2 separate regions of the Pan troglodytes genome follow, and region 2 is linked to region 1. A link is a contact called in public HiChIP or PLAC-seq data. All regions are on one chromosome and are shown on one strand. Each heading gives the region's core, a stretch centred on a gene start, on an enhancer-like site or on the middle of the called end of the contact. The rest is flanking DNA. Distances are from core to core; before and after follow the strand shown. Region 1 holds the start of NCOA7 (nuclear receptor coactivator 7). Region 2 holds the start of HINT3 (histidine triad nucleotide binding protein 3).

Evidence for each region. HiChIP or PLAC-seq counts read pairs in DNA pulled down with a chosen protein or histone mark.
Region 2: an H3K4me3 HiChIP or PLAC-seq map of stem cell-derived excitatory neurons shows a contact between it and region 1, with 8 times the contacts expected there. The contact joins the promoter of HINT3 here to the promoter of NCOA7 in region 1. A contact is called at or near these places in 3 of 7 Hi-C or Micro-C datasets (blood, a lymphoblastoid cell line and stem cell-derived neural progenitor cells), 1 of 1 datasets of contacts at active chromatin or transcription factors (stem cell-derived excitatory neurons) and 1 of 1 other capture datasets (stem cell-derived neural stem cells).

What each region holds. Positions count from the first base shown.
Region 1 is chr5:137,653,364-137,658,435 of NHGRI_mPanTro3-v2.0_pri, forward strand. It overlaps NCOA7 (nuclear receptor coactivator 7), which reads left to right and starts at 2,425. Exons shown (of 16, transcript XM_063813429.1): 1 at 2,425-2,676. It overlaps TRNAE-CUC (transfer RNA glutamic acid (anticodon CUC)), which reads right to left and starts at 1,618; the gene lies at 1,547-1,618.
Region 2 is chr5:137,830,974-137,836,523 of NHGRI_mPanTro3-v2.0_pri, forward strand. It overlaps HINT3 (histidine triad nucleotide binding protein 3), which reads left to right and starts at 3,880. Exons shown (of 5, transcript XM_001165850.4): 1 at 3,880-4,371. The coding sequence starts at 4,171.

The DNA.
Region 1 (5,072 bases), core at 1,175-3,674:
TCCTTCTCCCTTCTTTTACCATATATCGTGATTATTTGAAGTACTTGATATGCAGCAAATAATCAATGAATGGTGCCAATTACTTTTGTTAATGGTGACAACATATTTTTGTCTTAATTATCCAATGAAGTGAAAGCTTCTTAAGCACCAAAAATCACATCTTTTCTTAACCCCATGGCACCTATCACAATGGACTTCCTGGAACATTAAGTACTCAGCATTCTCCTCTTCCCAATCAGTCTCAGCACAGCTAAAAGGAGAGCAAAACAAACTCATTTTAGTTGCAATCAAGCTTTCAGTCTGTTTCTATGCTATGATGAAATTTCTCCTTAAAAAAAAAAGGTGGGGCCGGGCGCGGTGGCTCACGCCTGTAATCCCAGCACTTTGGGAGGCCAAGACAGGAGGATCACGAGGTCAGGAGATCGAGATCATCCTGGCTAACACGGTGAAGCCCCGTCTCTACAAAAAATACAAAAAAAAAAAAAAAATAGCCGGGCCTGGTGGCGGGCGCCTGTAGTCCCAGCTACTCGGGAGGCTGAGGCAGGAGAATGGCATGAACCCGGGAGGCGGAGCTTGCAGTGAGCCAAGATCGTGCCACTGCACTCCAGCCTGGGCAACAGAGAGAGACTCCGTCTCAAATTAAAAAAAAAAAAAAAAAAAAAAAAAAATCCAACAGCTCAAAAAGTGGCAAAGGTTAGGATGGTTTAGAACTTTCAGGATCAAAAAAAACTTAATGTCTATATAACACTATTTTTCTTTTTTTGACTCCACCATTGCCATATTTTCCTTTGAGGAACTCCCAGAATTCTACTTTACCCTGAATGTGGGAATTACTAATGATAAGTAGGTGCATTTTTGAGGGGCCTATATGGTTTATATAGTGGGAATTGATACTCTGGATGTAACACATTTACTATATTTGTGTAAATCTCTTAGAGAAAATTTAAAATTAGCAAAAAAAACATTAACTAAATGAGTTATTAAAACACAATAAACTAGCTATGTCCAACCATACATCTCAGAAAAGATCTCATATTTATAGAGATGAGAGTAGGAATAGCTCCAATATAGGCAAATAATCTCCAAAGTACATAATCTGAATGTACAGAAAAACTAAAAATTAACTCTAAGCATGATACTGAATAAGTATTATTCCTCATAAAACTATCTTCCTCTTTTATTAGTCAAACAAAATCAAGGTTAAACAAAGGCTTAACTGACTGCTTGTAAACACATCCAAATTATTTTTAAAAACTGAAAAATACAATTTTAGAATCACAGAACTTTATGTTATTTGATTGATTATAAATTACATTACCTGTAAATAGAGATGGCGTATTTTAAGCCTTAGATTAAATAAACTTTTAAAACGGTCAATTTTTAATGATTAAAAAACCCCAACAAGCGAATGAAAAGTACATAAAACTTATGATTTAAAAAGAAAAAAAAATACTATGAAAAAAAAACCCAACCAGCGAGTGAAAACTACACAAAACTCTTGACTTCTAAATGGCATGCAGGACACAAATGTCAAGGAAAACAAGTTTTCCCTGACCGGGAATCGAACCCGGGCCGCGGCGGTGAGAGCGCCGAATCCTAACCACTAGACCACCAGGGAACTTACTTAACGTTTCTCCCTAAACATATTTGCTATGTTAAAAATCTGCACTTACTTCCTCTAACCAGTAGGGGATAGAGTATTACGTCTAAGCCACACCCACTTTGTTCTTGTTCTGAGTCCTGGTCCCCGAATCTATTTCCTGAAATTGAAGCAAATTCTCGGAAGCGCCGGGATGGCCCCTTGAGGAAAAAACCTATACCCTCCAAATCTAATCCTCTTCCTATTGCCATGCTGGAAAATATATCCTGGAAATTCTCATTCTTTTACGTAACATGTAAATCTCTTTACCAAGACAAGTGTTGTCTGGACGCGTACTGTCCAGAGCCTTGTAATTTGCTTTATTATTTTATTAACCATTTTAGCTGCTCTTTCCAAATCTAAGTTCTGTCCCTCTCCGTCTTTCTTCGTTCTCTGTCACGCGGATGATAAGTCCCTCTAAACATTTTACTAAATCTAACGATAGATTGCCACCAGCTGAGAGCGTTTCTCGGCGAAGAGCCGGAGCGACCCCGCGCTGTCCTGGGTGCAGAGCGCGTGCTCTACAAATATGGGTGATGAAGGGTCACGTAGCCTCATAGCACGCGGTTCTATTTTATTTATTTGGCACACGCAGGCTAACGAAGCTGAGAGAGCTGTGGGTGGTATGCCTAGTGAAGGATCAGGACATCTGCCCAAGGCTCCAAGCAAGTCCTTCAAACCCACTGTGTTTGTCATCCTCCTACTTTCCAAACTGTGTTATTATCTGGGCAATTGCTTCACTTCTCCGCCTTATATACTAGACACGGCCAGGAAATGATGCAATTACCAAAGGAGTCAAGACACCTTACAGCCCAGCCTTAATTCAGAAACCCTCATAAAGTAGATGCAGAGGGCAGTAAGATATAACTCAACTTTGAAAATGTCAGCCGTTATAGTTGAAGAAATCTGACCCAAGAGACTTCGCTCCGCTGCAAGATGGAAGGAAGCTTAAGTAAGACATAAATTTGTAATGAACTTGCTCACAACATCCGGCGCCACTGTGAGTTGCAGTCATCATCCATTACCACAAAAATTAGGTGAGCCTGTGCTTGAATCTCGTATCTTTTTTTTCAGCAGCTCAGAGATGGAGTTTAAATCATTGAGATACTTTATCTGAAAATATGTAATAATATGAGAACAGGAAGATTTAAAGGGGTTATTAAGATAATAAGATAGAAAAATCATCAGAAGAAATTTCTACACTTTATTGTATTTTAAGTGGGACCCTTTTTTCCTATCCCAAGGAATCTTAGATCAAGTTCAGTAGGTGGAGCTCTTAACTCTTACTTAAGGGGTTGCTAGACCTCAGCATTAGACCATCTGGTTTTGAATAAAAAGATTAAGCAGATATTAGTTTAAATTTGTATAGGTTTAGTCACAATATTTTACACAAAGTACAAAAGGGTATGGTGAAAACCATCCTCCTACTCACTCCTTTCTTCTTCCCAGAAGTAACCAGTGTTACCAGCTTCTTCTGTATCTCCCAGAAATAATCTATGCACATACAACACATATCTGGTTCATTTTCCTCCAACTTTTTGGTTTCGAAACATGTCAAAGCAACAGAAAGTTGCAACTATAGAACATTGAACACACATATACCCTTCATCCATACCTTTGCCTTCCAATTTAGAGCTCCAGCAACTTGTGGCTATTAGGCACTAAAATGTAGCCAGTATGAATAGATGTTATGTAAATGCTGGATCCACACTGTATGTTTAAGCCTTAGTATTTAAAAAAAAGAAATGTAAAATATCGTGTTAATACTTTTTACTTTAATTACATTTTTAAATGAGAATAATTGGATATATTGGGTTAAATAAAATATTATTAAACTTAATTTTGCTTTCTTTTTACTTTTTAAATGTAGCTACTAGGATATTTAAAATTATACATGTCCTTACATTATATTTCTATCTTACAGTACTGTTCTAGATTCATCAATTATTAATATTTTCCATATATGCTTTCTCTATTTTTTTCGGAACCATTTGGGGTTAGCTGCAGACAGCATGATGCTTTATCATACATACTAAACACTGTATTATGCATCTACTAAGAGCAATCAATATAATTATCAACTCAAGAAATTTAATTCCACATTGTCATTTATTATATGGTCAATAATCAAATTTTCTAGTTGTCCTAATAATCTCATTTATAGTTTTTCTTTTAATCTAGGCTACACTCTTGGATTATACCTTGCATTTAGTTGTCATGTATCTGTAGTCTCCTTCCTTTACTCTGGAACAGTTTCCGCAGCCTTTTTTCTTTTACATCATTGACCTTTTTGAATAGTGGAGGACAACAGTTTCAGAAAGTTAGTCAATTTAAATATTTCTTCTGGCAGGACAACTATCCTAAGTGATGTGTGCATTATATCAGAATGCACATAATTCCAGTGTATCACATTACCTGTAATGGGTAAGTGTGGTAGGCAGAAATGTCCACTTCACCCCACAACACCAGAGATGTCACTGTCCTAATCCCCAGAACATGTTGACATGTCACCTTACATGGCAAAAGGAACTTTGCAAATGTGATTAAGATTTTGAGATGGAGATTATCCTAGATTACCTGGATGGGCCCCAATCATCACAAGCGTTCTTATGAGTGAAAGAGGCGGGGGGGCAGAGGAGTCAGGTCAGAGTGATGTGATGTGCAAAAGACTCATCTGGCCATTGCTGCCTTTGAAAAGGGAGGAAGGGGAACCACAAGCCAAGGAATGAAGGCGGTTCCTCTTCTCCCATAGGCTTCCAGACAAAAAGCAGCTCTGCCAACATCTTGACTTTAGCCCACTGAGACTTACGTTGTACTTCTGAACTACAGAACTGTAAGATAATAAATTTGTATGGCTTTAAGTCCCTAATTTAGTGGCTACGTACCGTCATTTGATTAAGGTGTATGCTATATTTCTCCATCATAAAGCTACCTTTTATAACTGTAATTAATTGGCAAATGTTGGAAAAAGCAAATATCAACGGTGGAAGTGATTCTTTGAGACTGTAGACCATTCTGTTCCTCAGCAAACTTTTAGCCAATGGGTTTAGCATTCACTGATGATCCTTGTCTGAATCAATTATTGCTATAGTGATGGCAAAATGGTGATATTTTAATTTTATCATTCTTCTGAAAATAACTTTCCCTCCTCTCCTCCCTCTTTGTATTCTTTATTTAATTTTTAAATATCAGCCTGGACTCATATTCTTTTTTTCTGTTTTAGTGAGTTTTTATTCAATGTATTATATTCTGTTGCTGTCATTATTCATTTAAAACCTAAATCTTCCCAAATTCAGCCAGAGGGAGTCTATTCAAACTGGCTCCTGTGTTCTTTTGGAATGTCCCTATACATTTTTGAGCACTTCTTTACTTTCAAGCACAACATCGCCCAGGTACAGCCTGTACTTTATAACAGGAAGAATTAACATCTTCA
Region 2 (5,550 bases), core at 2,630-5,129, 180 kb after region 1:
TGAAACCTCAACTTCAAGCCAGTGACAAGCCAGCTGGGCCTGGGCTTCCAGCTCCAGGTGAAATCCATGGCCTGGAGTGAGGGCTACCCACTACATATCTCCCTGCTGAGAGCTGTTCAGTTGCCCAGTAAAGCTCTTCTCCACCTTGCTCACCCTCCAGTTGTCCAACTAACCTCATTCTTCCTGGATGTGGGACAAGAACCTGGGACCTGCCAAATGGCAGGAGCAAAAGGAGCTGTAACACTTTCCTGGCCAGTTCATTGAGCTGCGGGTGGGAGCTAAAAGGGGCTATAACACTTTCCTGGCCAGCTTGCTGAGCTGCAGGCGGTGGCATGGTACTGGCTGCAGGAGTGAAACGTAGCAACCCTTCTGGGGGCCCAGACCTTGGGAGTCCCTGTGCCAGAGCTGTAACACTGTAGCCTTCCTGCCCTCTGCTGGTGCCAGGTGGCCACCCCATGCAACAAGAAGCAGTGGAGGGGCAGGGCCAGCCCAGGAGTCATGGGCCAGAGCAGGGCAATGGGACTGAAAGAGTCTTTACACAAATCAGCTGAAACACACTCCCCAACCCCGAACATGAACCCCTACTTGCTGCGCTGCAGTAGATGTGAAGGAGAGAAGAGCTGTGGCCCTTCTTGGAGCCCAGATCTTGGAGCTCCCTGAGCCAGGGCTGTGACATACTGTAACACCCTCTTTGGGGCTCTGTGGTTCCTGGCGTCTCTGAGCTTTCCAGCATCACCACATTTCCCTCGTCCAGATGCTGGTGCCCACAGCAGAAGCCGCTTGTGGTACGTCTGGTCCAGCTGCAACCTCATACAGAGTCAGCACCTGTGCGGGTGCCTGGAGCTGCCTGCCCCTCCGCAGCAGCCAGCATGCCTGGCTGTGTGCAGTGGCCAAACGGGGCGCTTGCACACACACCCCTCGCTGCTCTGCACCTGGCTTGCCTTTGGCAGGTGTGGGATCCAAGGCTGGTTGTGTGAGCTGAGCGCAGCCTGCTGGTCCGAGTGGGTGGAACAAGCTCAGTGGGCATGAGCAAAACTCAAGCAGAGGGGCTGCTGGCCACAGAGGTTTCCAGCCGGTGAAGCACCACCTGAAGCATCTGTGACAATTCTACATGCAACACGATCACACATTAGGCATCATTATTATCCCCATTTTATAGGTGAATGAACAGAAAACCACACAGGAAGATAAATAATTTGTGTCTGAGCAGAGAAAGGAAACTAACATAGCCCATTTTCACAGATGGTAAGTTGTAGAGTAGTCTGACTCCAGAGCCTGCTCTGAAGCAGGGCTCCTGCTAGCCCATATGGTAGCCCTGTGAAGTTAGCAAATAGCACCTGATTTCACAAGCAGATTTTAAGTTAGTATATTGTTATGGAACTGGAATGGCTGTTCCCCAGGAGGGTTATCCAGAACACCCACTGGCAGTAGTCCTGCCTATGTACATACAAGTGCCTGTATTTTTGCCTGCTTCCACACAGGACACATCGTCTACACAATTTTCAAGTACTTCATGTTGCTCCCCTCACTTCCAAGGTGGGAAATGATATCAAGTTCAAAGCTGAGGAATGAGAAGCAAGCCTTGGAAAGTGCCAGGTAAGTGAGAGAAGAAATCTCAGGTGTCACTAGGAGTGCAGTCAGAACAGATGCAACTTATGCTGGTGTGTGTGCTAGTGTGTAAGTGAATGGTCTCCTAAATGTATGTGTGTGGCCATATGCACCCAATGGGGGTTTATATACAAATCAGCTTTCCACCGCCCCAGAACTTAGCCTGGAATCTCCAGTTCTGTATGTGCTTTTCCGTAAGTTAATACATGTGTATGATATGAATCAGCACACTCTTATCTGTAGTATCCTTGCACACTGTGAAACCTGAACACTCTCATCCTGTGACCTTGCTCCTAACCATTCTTCATTAGAAAATTGTTAAATGTCTACCTCCATGCAAAGCACTGTGTTGCAGGATTATTTAGGAATCAGAAAGACCGAGGGGTTGAGGAGGATTTATTATTTAGGTGCACCGGCACAGTCAGATTAACATCCGCTGAGCCCCGAACAAAGGGTCAGGTTACCTTTTAAGCATTTCGTGGGCAGGGGGCAGTTGGGGGGAGATCTGTGCAGGGGGAAGCATATTACAGAAGTGAGAAAAATGACAGTTATTTAATTGAGATATGCATTACATAATTTCTTACTTTTCAAGGAAAAACATATTTTATGACTTGAGTTTATCTGTCTAGTGACTTTGCAGCTGCACAGCTAGAGAAACAGGATCTTCACAACGCCTGGGAAAGGGAGAGATAAGGCTCACTAGCCACAGACAGAAAAACAGGCAGTTAATTTTTAAAGGACTCTACCTCTTTCTCCTCCTCAGGGGGAACTGGGTTTTCTTACATACAACTGAGTTTTTGCTTACACATTCTTTAATTCCTGTTCCAACTGTACTAGGCATTATGGAAGATTCACACACCCTATCTTGTTGCCAAGAAACATAATTTCTAGCAGGATAAATAAGTACATAAATAGCTATAAGATACAAAGAGACAAATCCTACAAGAGAAATATTGAAAACCTGTTATATGAATTTGCAAGAGGATGTGCTTATGTCAGTTTGGCTAAAGAAAATTTCATGAAGGAGGTAGCATTGGAGGGGTGGCTTGGAAGGTAGAATTTGGAGTGAAGAGATGGAAACAAGAATATTTGAGAGAGAACTGTGTGAATAAAAGCAGTGATGTGAAGGTGTAGTACAGGCATGGAAATTGTGAATACTAAAATTTGGCAAAACTCTAATGTATTGATTCTGAACTCTGCTTTGGGGTGCTGAAAGGCAGTGAAGCTATTGTAGTGGTTCCCCAAACTACTGGCCAACTACAAAAAGGAATGAAAAATGTCTTGAATGTATATGTACAACAATTCAAAACACATACAACCACTTTTTATTACAACATAAATCCATTAAAAATCATTACTGAATTCCCAATTTGTTATGTATTTTCTAAATCAGCAAATACCAAGGGTATAACTACTATAGTGAGCTAGTCCAACAAATTTTTTGGTGTTAAAAAAGGAGTGCTGTATGTCAAAAAGGTTGGTGGGTTTTGGAGTTAGACAAACCTTGATCTTAAACTCTGTCACTATTAATTAGTTGTGTGGGACTGGGCAACTCTGAGTTTGGTCCTTCATCTCTAGAGCGGTGGTTATAAAACCAACCTTGCGTTTTTTGACAATTAGAGAAATATATGGCATGTTTTAGATGCTCAGCAAGTGCGAAGTATCACAAAACGAAAAGCTGAGGTCAAATCAGAGTCCACCTTGAACACCAAGCTAAGGAACTGGTACTTTTTCTTTGAGCACATAGTTACAGAAGGTTTTGTCTGAGTGACAGGAAAATCAATAAATAAGTTAGAAGGTGATTGCATTGGTCTAGGTGAGGCATTATGAGGCACTGGCACTGAATTTCTGGGATATTTCAGACTATTAACTATAGGACTCCACATCTACTTGTATATGAGGAATGTGAGATTAAAAAAAAAAGGTCGCTATTTTGATCTAACTGTGCTGTTAACAACAATAAAAAGTCAACAGAGATGTAAAGGTCAGTTTTGGACATTTTGAGTTTAAACTACAATTATCGTGGCTGAAAAAGCAGCAAACATGATGTCTGTTGAAAACAAGGCTTTAGGAATTTTGCTCATTCTTTAAAAACCTACGAATTTTAAAAATCAAACTTTAAAAAACTTAAAAAAAAAAAAACGGCAGCGTAATACAATATTTGGACACGCTATACTATGGGCTTTGAAGAACGCCTGTCCAGAACACCCAACAAGCTCCATTATGTCAAACGCTCCCGCGCCTCTGTGATGTCACCACGACGCGCTGGGCGCTCTGCGCCTTGGCAGACGTCGTGCGTCATTACCAACGAGGCGCAGGGGTCAGGACGACTCTCGGCAGCGCCATTGCGCGCCCTCTAGTGGCAGCCGGTTTTCAGGCCGGCCTCCGGCTTTGAAGTTCCTCACCGCGTCTCCTTCCGTCTCCCCCAAGCCTGGATCACCGCCCAGCGTCAGGCGAGGGGCGACGTCTCGAGGTAAAACGGAGGAGGTGCGGGACGCGGAGACTGCGCGGGCCCGGTAGCGCTGGAGAGGCCGAGGCTCTAGGCCGCGAGGGGCGGGTGCAATGGCGGAGGAACAGGTGAACCGCAGCGCCGGCCTGGCCCCCGACTGTGAGGCCTCGGCGACTGCAGAAACTACGGTTTCCTCAGTGGGGACCTGTGAAGCCGCTGCCAAGTCACCAGAGCCCAAGGACTACGACAGCACCTGCGTGTTCTGCCGGATCGCGGGGCGGCAGGACCCGGGCACCGAACTCCTGCACTGCGAGGTGGGCGGCGACGCGCGGCCGGGGGTGGGTGAGGACCTGGCCGCCCCTCGGAGCTCCGGCAGGGAGGCCTCGCCGTTGTGGAGCGGGTGCAGAGGATCCCGATCGCTACTCAGCTCGCAGAGGCAGGGCCGCTCTGTGTGGATGGGGCTCGGGGAAGCTGGGGATACGCCCACTACGGGCCTTTCTGCGGGGTCCGGGTGCTGATGACAGACTCACTCCTAGGGGACGGACAGGCAGTGGCTCCAGCGGTATCTTTGCTGTTCCAAGGGGCAAAGAGTGAATGACAGGGCCGAATGCTTTGGCCTATGTTTGCAGGTACCCAGGTACTTGGTACAAATAACATTTTGTGGCCTCTGCTTTTATTACAAGGATTCTTCTCCACCTTCAAGATACTGATTTTAAATCCTGCACACTCTAATACCGATACTGATGAGAAAACTAGTAGAAAATAGGTAATGATAATTGTGGAAAGCTGTTCGTTAGATTGGCAGAAAATAGGCTGGAGGGAGTGGGTCTGAGGTCAAACTATTATTGAATTGCCTCTGAATTCCACTGTCAGTTGGGATGCGTGGACATTTTCAGAGCATGAAGACTTTGCCCAGATATTTTTAAGCGGATAATCTGGCACACACTTTATTCTGTTGGTTTTACTTGTCCATATAGAAACAACTTTTTGAGAGAATTAGCTCCAAAGATTGTGTCTTTTGTAGTAAACATTCCTTTATTTTTAAAAAAATAAATAGAATTCCTTCTAAGCACCTTGTTTTGGAGGTTTTTGAGCAAGATAAGGGACAGTCTGTGTCCCGATTTTACAATCTAAAGGGCGGAATGTATACAGAGGAGGTAGCCAGTTACAATGTCTCGTGCTGTGGTCAGGTGATTTTACAGTATTTTGTAAGCTTGTGGGAGGAGCATCTAACCCAGCTCTGAAGAATTAGGGAAGGCTTTCCAGAGGAAATGAGGCATGAAGAAATAAGTAGGAGTTGATCAGATGAGGAAATGGAGAGAATAATGTCCCAGGTGGAGAGACCCCCCGAGAGGTTCAGTTTGTGTGATAGAAAAACTAACAGAAATTGTCTAACTAGTGCATAGAGTTTGAGAGGATGAAAGGCGAGGCTGGAGAGGTAAACAAGGGACCAGATTATTAAGTGTGTTGGAAGTCATGTGAAGGAATTTTGT